3 separate regions of the Mus musculus genome follow, and regions 1 and 3 are each linked to region 2. The links are chromatin contacts, called in public Hi-C and HiChIP or PLAC-seq maps. All regions are on one chromosome and are shown on one strand. The core of a region is the stretch at or near the end of the contact, and the rest is flanking DNA. Distances in the headings are between cores, read along the strand shown. Region 1 overlaps Eif2ak4 (eukaryotic translation initiation factor 2 alpha kinase 4). Region 2 holds the start of Fsip1 (fibrous sheath-interacting protein 1). Region 3 overlaps Gm13986 (predicted gene 13986).

Region 1 (2,700 bases), core at 159-2,658, 160 kb after region 2:
GTGTGTGATTGTTTGGAGGTCAGCTATGTAAAGTCAGCTTTTTCCTTCCATGTTCCAGGGATCAAACTCAGGTCGTCTTGCTTTTAAGACAGCACTTTTAGCGGCTGAGCCTTCTTGCCTGACCAGGATCTGAATTTTAATTTCAGTGTAAATAGGAGTGGTTGGTGCATACCACTCTGAATGGAGTTTATGGCATTCATATGTAAAAGGGAGCAATGAGAGTGGGCAGGAATTCATTTTCCCATTAGCACCTTCAACTCCATCCCCCATAGAGACTGGACTCAATGGGCTAATAATTAGGAGGGGTGAGAATTTCCTGTGTCAAACTGTAAGTTAAAGGAAAAAACATTGTCCACATTTATTTTTCAGGCGAGAACGTCAGTATTCTGTGTGTAGTGGTGAACCCTCTCCTGGCTCGTGTGACATCCTCCATTTCTCTGTGGGTAGCCCTGATCAGCTCATGGTGCACAAAGGGAGATGTGTTGGTGAGTAAACTAGCCAAGGCCATTAAGTTGGTTTAGTGACAAACGTTAACCCTGATGTACCAGAATGGACTACAGGTTGACATCTCAGCCAACACAGTGTGAAGAGGACCCTCATCCTAGCAGGAAGCTGTAATTCTGGGCCCTAGGGTGAAAAGCTACTCAGCTCCTGTAATGTAATATGGAAATACAACTGTGCTCTTGGAAATATATTAGCGGACAGATAGTTCTAAGTATTGCGTCATGTGCATCTGGTTACTGAGAAAGTGTGTATAAACAAAATGAGCCCTGATACTTGTGATCTTTGATAACCAAATCTCTGCTTTTTCCTTCCTGGTACTTACTAGGGATTGAACCAAGATCCTTGTGCATACCAAGCAAGTACTGAACCACTGAGTCCTATCCCAGCCCCCAAATCTCCTTAAGTTACCTACTGTCCGTCTGCTTGGCGTTATCCTACAAGGCACATTGTGCCTGGCCGGAAAAAACACCTTATTTTCTCTACATCTTAATTTGGCAGTTGTCTCTGGTGGCTCCTTGAAATGAACCGTTCTCTGCAATTTGGGATTTTAATTATTTATTGAAAAATCTAGTTTTCTAAATTGACTTTCTTAGCCATCTAGATGAGCTGCTAGGGCTTGCTGCTATGTAGTGAATTGAACAGTTAACTTCTATTTTCAATCCTATAATTGCCAGAATTAATGGATAGTATATCGGAGGTCAAGCTCACTTGCTTTCAGCTTTTTTCCTCCTTTTTTAAGGTGGTACAAATAAACCAGAGAGCAGCTAAGGAGAGGGCAGCAGATAAAAGGGGCAGAAAGCAAACATCTGAAGAGCCTCTGGTCTGGACACTCAACCTGGGACTGTGTCTAGCGGCCTAGACAGACTAGGATTCACAGACAAAGGGCTGACATAGGCCCCAGCAGAGGTGGTTGGCCTTGGACTTGAGATTGTCCTTGATTCAGACATTCCGAATTTGTGAGCTGGCAACATGAAACTCCCGCTTCAATAACCTGGGAAATCAGAAAGACAGTACCTCAGGCTTAGTCTCACTGTGTGCTTATCAGTTAGATGCACCTTTTTAACTAAATTATTTATTTTCTCATTGGAAAATAAAATTTCCAATTGGTCTGGCGTTGGAAATAGACCCTAATTTCTATGAAGTATCTGGGTTTTTTTTAAACTATTAACTAATTAATTTTTTAATATCCAATAAGACATTTCCATTTTGAGAAGCAATATATAATGTTTGTTTTTCAGTTGAAAGTTGTAGTTTAGAGACTAGAGGATGTTTCTGGCTGTAGGTGAGGTGCTGACAGCTGTCTGGATAAGTAACTGTTGCTGGCTCAGCACAGCTTCAGTCTGTGTCCTGTTCACACTTCTTCAGCCTCAGCATACTTGCTCTCTGGGTTGCCTCCACCAAGAAAAGGGTGATATGAAGGTAGCAAAATGAATTTATAATGTAAAAGCCCCAGCAATTATAAAATGTCAAGCTGTTTGCACACAGTGCCGTCGAGGTAGCTTAGTGGATAGGGGCACTCACCTAGCAACCTGAGTGACACCCAGAAGCTCCATGGTAGAAGGACAGGATCAACTCTCAAAAGTGGTCTTGTGACCCACACACAGATGCTGTGGCATACACCCGTAGGTGCACACACATATTACATGAATGTTTCATGTAAGTATAAGTGTTATACATACATGAATGAATGCCAGTGCACTGGGATCACACATATGCAGTGAGACTTCATGTGAGCCATGTTCTTCTTCGTCCATCCCATAAATTCTTGGTGTCACCATCTCCAGTGAGCTACTCAACACATGATCCTAAAGTTGCTTCCCTTAGCTGACAAGTTTTCAAACGTAAGGTCTTAACCGCTTAGGCTAAGACTTTTATAAGTCATTATGACTAGCAGATAACTAGGTTGTTTTCATTAAAATCTCTAAATTGCCAGCATTTCCCTGAAGTAAAAACTGCCTGACAAATGCAATGTCTAGGTGAGCAAATTCAGCCATAATTCTCCAAAGTACTTTTGCTAAAACTGTCTTATATATGCAGGTTATTTTTGTTCTGATTTTTCAAATGGAAAATGTAATTATCAACAGCTCTTAAATTATTTGTCTCATTAGGAAAGTGAAGCAATATCATGAAAAACTAGACTTTTTGTACTAAAAGGGTACAGCTGCGGAGATAGCTCAGTGCTTGTGAGAAGGCGTG
Region 2 (2,700 bases), core at 81-2,580:
CTCTGCTTTCTACTTTCAGATCAAGATGTGGGCTCTCAGCTGTTTCTGCTTCCGTGCCTTTGCTCCGCCATGATGGACTCTAAGCCTCTGAAGCTGTAAGTCAATTGAAGGCGTTCTTTTATAAGACTCTGGACTAGGAAAGCAGTTGGATGCTGATGAAGAGCTTAAAGAGCATCCTGGTGGGAGGTTAGAAGGCAATAATGCTGAGAGCAAGGCAGACTGCAGAGGCCTACGGACCTCAGGCCATTTCAGGGGAAAACAATACTAGCACCTGGGCGACAGAAGGACAGAACATTCCTGTATTTGGCAAAGAAAGTGGCTGCTTTCTGCCCTTGCCTTAAACATTTGCCTGAGGCAAAACTGAAAAACCATGGATTAGTTTCCTTGGCAGAGAAGATTTCAAGACATGGCTCTCTGACTCTGTTGCATGGTTATTAGTAATCATATCCCGGTCTTATGGAGGTCTACAATAAAAAGGGAAACTGGGACAAAAAGAAATTTTTGTTTTATACATTTCCTCATTTAATGAAACACAGTGCACCAAAAGAATCAAAATTAAAATACCAGTTACTTTATGCTATTCAGTGAAGTAGAGATGTGACCAGATTCTAATGGTAACAAATAACTGCTCATACACGCCAACGTTTTATTACATTTTTTGATCAGCTCGTGTAGATAGTACACGTCCGGTGTGATGAGGCAAAACTGGTTGTGTCTCCAGATTGTTTGCTCCCTGTCTTATTGTCTGAAAGGCCTATTCATAGTCCCCAGGCTGGTGGATGCCCAAAGGTATCTACCTATACGTTTGGTTTACATTTCTTCCATTGGGAAAGCTAAGTCCCAGATCAATGTTTACAAACCCTCTCTCTAGTCTCATTTTTCCTGTGCCACTTTTAAGGACTATGCTACTGACTAGTGCTCCAGACCTCAGTGGGAAGAAGGCTCGTAAGGATGCACTAATGCAGAAAGAGTTTTCAGCAGAGATCACGCCTCTGCCCGGGCAGTAGCTTCTGAGACTCCCAGACATAGCCACGCCCCTGTGGCCACCCCATGCTGGCCTGGGCGAACAGGCCACACCCACAGCCCTCGGGGACAGAGTCCGCCCTCTCACCCTCCTCTGGCACATCAGGCCACACCTCCACCTCGCCCTCTGCCGTGGCCAGCGGCTACCAACCTCTGCCCGTGGTGCGTGCGGCCCCTCAACTTCTCGGTGGGGAAGAAAGCTGGACGCCTAGACACTGACTCTCTCCACTTCCCTTCGAAGGGGACCGGTTTTTCCCGCCACCGCCTCCTCTGTGAAGATGAAAGAGGCAGCAGGAGACCGCTGTCTCAAAGAACGCTGTTGCCCTGGCAACTAGAAGCGCGCAGATCACAGTCTCGCGATAGGTTTAAAGGTCCCGTACCTTCAAGAATTGGGTATTGAAGCCGGGCGTGGTGGCGCACGCCTTTAATCCCAGCACTTGGGAGGCAGAGGCAGGCGGATTTCTGAGTTCGAGGCCAGCCTGGTATACAGAGTGAGTTCCAGGACAGCTAAGGCTACACAGAGAAACCCTGTCTCGAAAAAAGCAAAAAAAAAAAAAAAAGAATTGGGTATTGGGGACCGGAAGTTACAAGAAGACTGCTGTCCTGGTTGGGATTGGAGGGGGTGTGACTGTGGCCCTCCTATAACCTTCTTTTCAGTGAATGTTCTGGGTGGGAATGGTTTGTTCATATTCAGGTTGGCCTCTGGAACGAGGATCTCCATGTTTACATAGCTCTCACCGGCTACTAGAATGTTCTACCGACCAGGTGTCCTCTCAGATCAGTTACTTCCCATATCACTATCCTCTCTTCCTTGCAAGACTGATGTGCAACTCAAACAGATCTCGTATGTGAAGGTCTTGTAAAATTTGGAGAGCTGTGTGAGTGTGTGTGTGTGTGTAATACATGTGTATATAATAGCAGTGTGCATAAAGTATAATGTATAATACAGTGTATATATACATATGCGTATATATACATATACGTCCTGTAAAGACTGGGCTGTAGTAGAATAAGAAGGATTATGATGGCAGTATATACCTCCACAGCTACCAATCATTTCTCTGTGTACAGTGCATTAGGGCTCATTGCCTGGATCACCAAACTGATGCTCTTTCTTCATTCTCAGTACCGCGCAACCTCTGCTGCGTTTCAGTCTGAATTGCCCTTGGTTGTTTACAAGGTATTTTCATACTCAGAGCCCCTTTATCCTCATGCTTTGGGGTAAATACAGTGTTTCTCTGGTCTTTTTTCATCAGAGCAAATAAGTATGACTTGAGTTGCCCAAAGATCACAGCTACAAGTTAAGATGGTGCTGAGGGCAAAACCCTGGCTGTGAATACCATCTGGGTGCTATTGATCCTTTGTTTCGGACTCCAGGTCAAATGACTCCCTTGAACCTCATAAGGCATGAGAACCCTCGCAAACTAAGCAGATCAAAATCAAGCCACTTTTCTATAGTCCCCTCTCCCCACTGCAGCCCTTCCTATACCGTCTTCCCCACACCATTCTCCCAGGCTCAGCTCAGCACCTTTGGTACCATCCTCAAGTCGGACATGCTACCAGACCTGCATTCAAGTGTATCTGAATCCAAGTGTTCCTCATATCTGCAAGGTTCCCACCCTCAATTAGATGTTTGTGATACTCTACTAGTAGTTTCCTCAGTGGGAGCTTCCCTTG
Region 3 (2,700 bases), core at 127-2,626, 230 kb before region 2:
GAAAGAAAAAGAAAATCCTATGCTTGCAATGCAAGAGTTGGGGAATGAGAAACCAAAGTCCCCTGTGTAGACATCCAGTGCTGTCATCTACAGAATGGGATTGACAACAGAAGCAGATTCACCATGCCCAGTCTATGATCTTTTCCTGGCACTTGGTGTCTTTGGTCATTTAAAAATAGTGGAGGTCCCTTTTTTGCATGACCGCATGGAACCAGAAAATGAATGTGCAAGCTTACCATGCAGAGAGACCTGAATAACCCATTGGAGAAAGTACAATGATTCCGTTGCATTGAAACACTCAAAATTCTCTAACCATTGGTTTTAAATGTGTAGGTCATTGAAAAAACTAATTCAGACCAATATTTGTTTAGTCCTCTGTCACTTAAAACTTAAAAACATTGAAAATTAAAATATTTCCTTTCTTTGCAAAAACTCAAGAGCATCTTCAGCTGGGCTCCCTTTGTCCTGTACTGTAAATATGAAGTGAGCTTTGACAAATCGTCATTCTGAGTTTGAGTCAGCTTCTAGCATCTATTCTTTGTACTCTCATTGTTGTGAAATATCTCAGAGTTCCTTTAACATCAAGGCTTGTGTGTGTGTGTGTGTGTGTGTGTGTGTGTGTGTGTGTGTGTGTGCTGGTGTCACTTCCCCTGGACTCTGTCAGCATCTCCGTCATGCCCATTTCCCTCTCTTTACATGGTGAGTCCATTTTCACCGAGTTCCCAGCTGACCTTCTGGGATGTCTCAAAGTGCAGGGTGTGACTCCCATTCGGGTCAGTAGCAGTAAATCATTTATCTCAAACCTAAAATTCTCTTTTCTTTTTCCAGTAAGTAAAAGGCCGCTTCTCCACACAGGGCTGTAACTAATAGAAAGGACTAAAGGGAGTAGCCAGAGGGAGTAGCCAGAGGTCCAGTCTGGTGTTCTAGCCTTTTACCCAAGAGTGCTAGAAACTCATTATGGATGCTAGACAGTATCTTGTATGTAGTGGCCATGGAGAGTGGAGGAGAAGCCTTGGAGATGGAGTAGTTAAAAGCTATTTATCATTTATACTTTATGCTGGCAGACACTAGCTTTGGCATCTGCAGAACTCTTAATCCATAATGGATAACACATGGAGCTCAAGCATTATGAAAAAGCATACCATTCTCGTGCTTTAGTGTATAGATCTGAGGAAAATACCTTTTCAGTGAAATTGAACCAAACATCTGTCTGGCTCCCAGTTGAAGAGCACAGAATGTACTTTACAAACTAATCAAACTTCATAACCTTGCTGTGACCTTGTCATTTCCTAACAGCATGTCCCTCCCAGAGCAGTCACTTATTGGAAACTCATCTGTGACTGTTCTCTATACTGCTTAGAATAGAATAGAAGTATCACAAAATACATTTGACTCAGAGCATGAGACAGCATGAAACACATGTACACATTACACATTATGCCTTTCTCAAACACTCACATGTACAAATCTGGAACAAGAGGAAGAGAAGATTTGGCTCATTGGTCGAGTTGCATTTGATTAAATGAACTCTTTTATCCTCATGTTCTTAGAAACACATAACAGATTTCATCTGATGAAAGAAATTATAATTTTACAGAGAACAAAAGTGATCTAGTGGCACAATGGGACAAAGACAAAACTATAATGTAAAATCTGTAAAAGAGACCATAAAAGCTACACTAGCTTCTTTGGGGCTGTGCTGTCCTCAGATAGTCACCTCATCAGACTATATGGTACATGTGCATACCTTTGCACGTGTGTGGAGATATAGAGATGCTCCCATAGAGACTGTAGAGTCAGCCAGAGTGTGGAGATGGTGGTGCGTTTGTTTCAGTGAGAGGAAGTCACCAAGAAGAACAGTGAGGCAGTGGTGGGGGCAGGAGCACAGTAATTTGTTTCGAGTGTCCTCCACTATGATTAAAAAAAAAAAAAAAGGTCTGGTTAGACCTCAGTGAGACCAAGAAATTGCCAATGTCAATTCCTATCAACAGATCACAGGAATACAGGCAGATGCTCAAATGCCCAAAAAGGTGACCTGGATGACAAAAATGTGGACCCTGTAGCAGTTTCTCAGGAGATACTGTGAATCTGAAAGAGTGGCCGCCACATGCATCACAGCCTATGCCTGAGGGTCAGAGGGAATGTATTTAAAAACAAGCAGATTCTCATGGAACATAGCCACAAGCTGAAAGCAGACAAGAACCACAAGAAGCTCATGGTTAACCAGGCTGGGGCTCACAGGTCTAAAACCAAAGAAGCACAGATGGGCCCGGAGGAGCACCCACCTCCAGGCAAAGGAGAAGGAGATCATCAAGCCTCTGTCCAAGGAGGAAGAGACAAAGAAATAAAACTTCCTTCATGTCTGTATTCAATGGCCTGGTGTGGCCTCACGTGGATCAGTCATTAAAACAAAACAAGCCTTTGTCTGTTGCCATCTTTTTAGAGAGATATGGAGGGAGGAGGGGATGGGGAGAGGGAGAGGGAGAAGGGGATGGGGAGAGGGAGAGGAGAAGGAGAGAGGGAGAGAGAGGGGGGAGGGGGGACAGGGAGAGAAGAGAGAAAGGGGAGAGAGAGGAGGAGAGAGAGAATAGATTCTAGGTTTGAGGGTATATAGATAAGGAGTCCTGTGTCCCTAGAGTTTGAATGTACAGTTCCATTAAAGGCCCAATTTTTGTTTTAGAAACATCACCCTAGAGCAAT

What was found. A called contact is a pair of places that touch in the nucleus more often than the background predicts. HiChIP or PLAC-seq counts read pairs in DNA pulled down with a chosen protein or histone mark.
Region 1: a contact with region 2 is called in an H3K27ac HiChIP or PLAC-seq map of large pre-B cells, with 4 times the contacts expected there. The contact joins the enhancer-like site here to the promoter of Fsip1 in region 2. A contact is called at or near these places in 2 of 39 promoter capture datasets (embryonic stem cells and hippocampal neurons), 1 of 15 datasets of contacts at CTCF or cohesin (embryonic stem cells), 126 of 484 Hi-C or Micro-C datasets (the 3T3-L1 cell line, 3T3-L1-derived adipocytes, the 4T1 cell line and 66 more), 16 of 115 datasets of contacts at active chromatin or transcription factors (the 230-238 cell line, astrocytes, bone marrow-derived dendritic cells and 7 more) and 4 of 9 other capture datasets (adipose tissue, embryonic stem cells, liver and 1 more).
Region 3: a Hi-C map of bone marrow-derived macrophages shows a contact between it and region 2, with 2.5 times the contacts expected there. The contact joins the enhancer-like site here to the promoter of Fsip1 in region 2. A contact is called at or near these places in 2 of 484 Hi-C or Micro-C datasets (bone marrow-derived macrophages and uterus).

Annotation. Positions count from the first base shown.
Region 1 is chr2:118,416,858-118,419,557 of GRCm38.p6, forward strand. Eif2ak4 (eukaryotic translation initiation factor 2 alpha kinase 4) reads left to right here. Exons shown (of 39, transcript NM_013719.3): 7 at 370-485. Among named protein-coding and RNA genes, the nearest start is that of Eif2ak4, 30 kb to the left of the region's middle. Within about 2 kb of position 1,409, at least 4 of the 459 cell types and tissues checked have an H3K27ac peak or open chromatin away from gene starts, as enhancers often do. A contact at or near this core is called in Sertoli cells and granulosa cells, where this site is marked.
Region 2 is chr2:118,255,626-118,258,325 of GRCm38.p6, forward strand. It overlaps Fsip1 (fibrous sheath-interacting protein 1), which reads right to left and starts at 1,331. Exons shown (of 12, transcript NM_001374672.1): 1 at 1,175-1,331.
Region 3 is chr2:118,025,400-118,028,099 of GRCm38.p6, forward strand. It overlaps Gm13986 (predicted gene 13986), which reads right to left. Exons shown (of 10, transcript NR_126479.1): 8 at 1,748-1,911. Among named protein-coding and RNA genes, the nearest start is that of Gm25308, 51 kb to the right of the region's middle. Within about 2 kb of position 1,377, at least 14 of the 459 cell types and tissues checked have an H3K27ac peak or open chromatin away from gene starts, as enhancers often do. A contact at or near this core is called in bone marrow-derived macrophages, where this site is marked.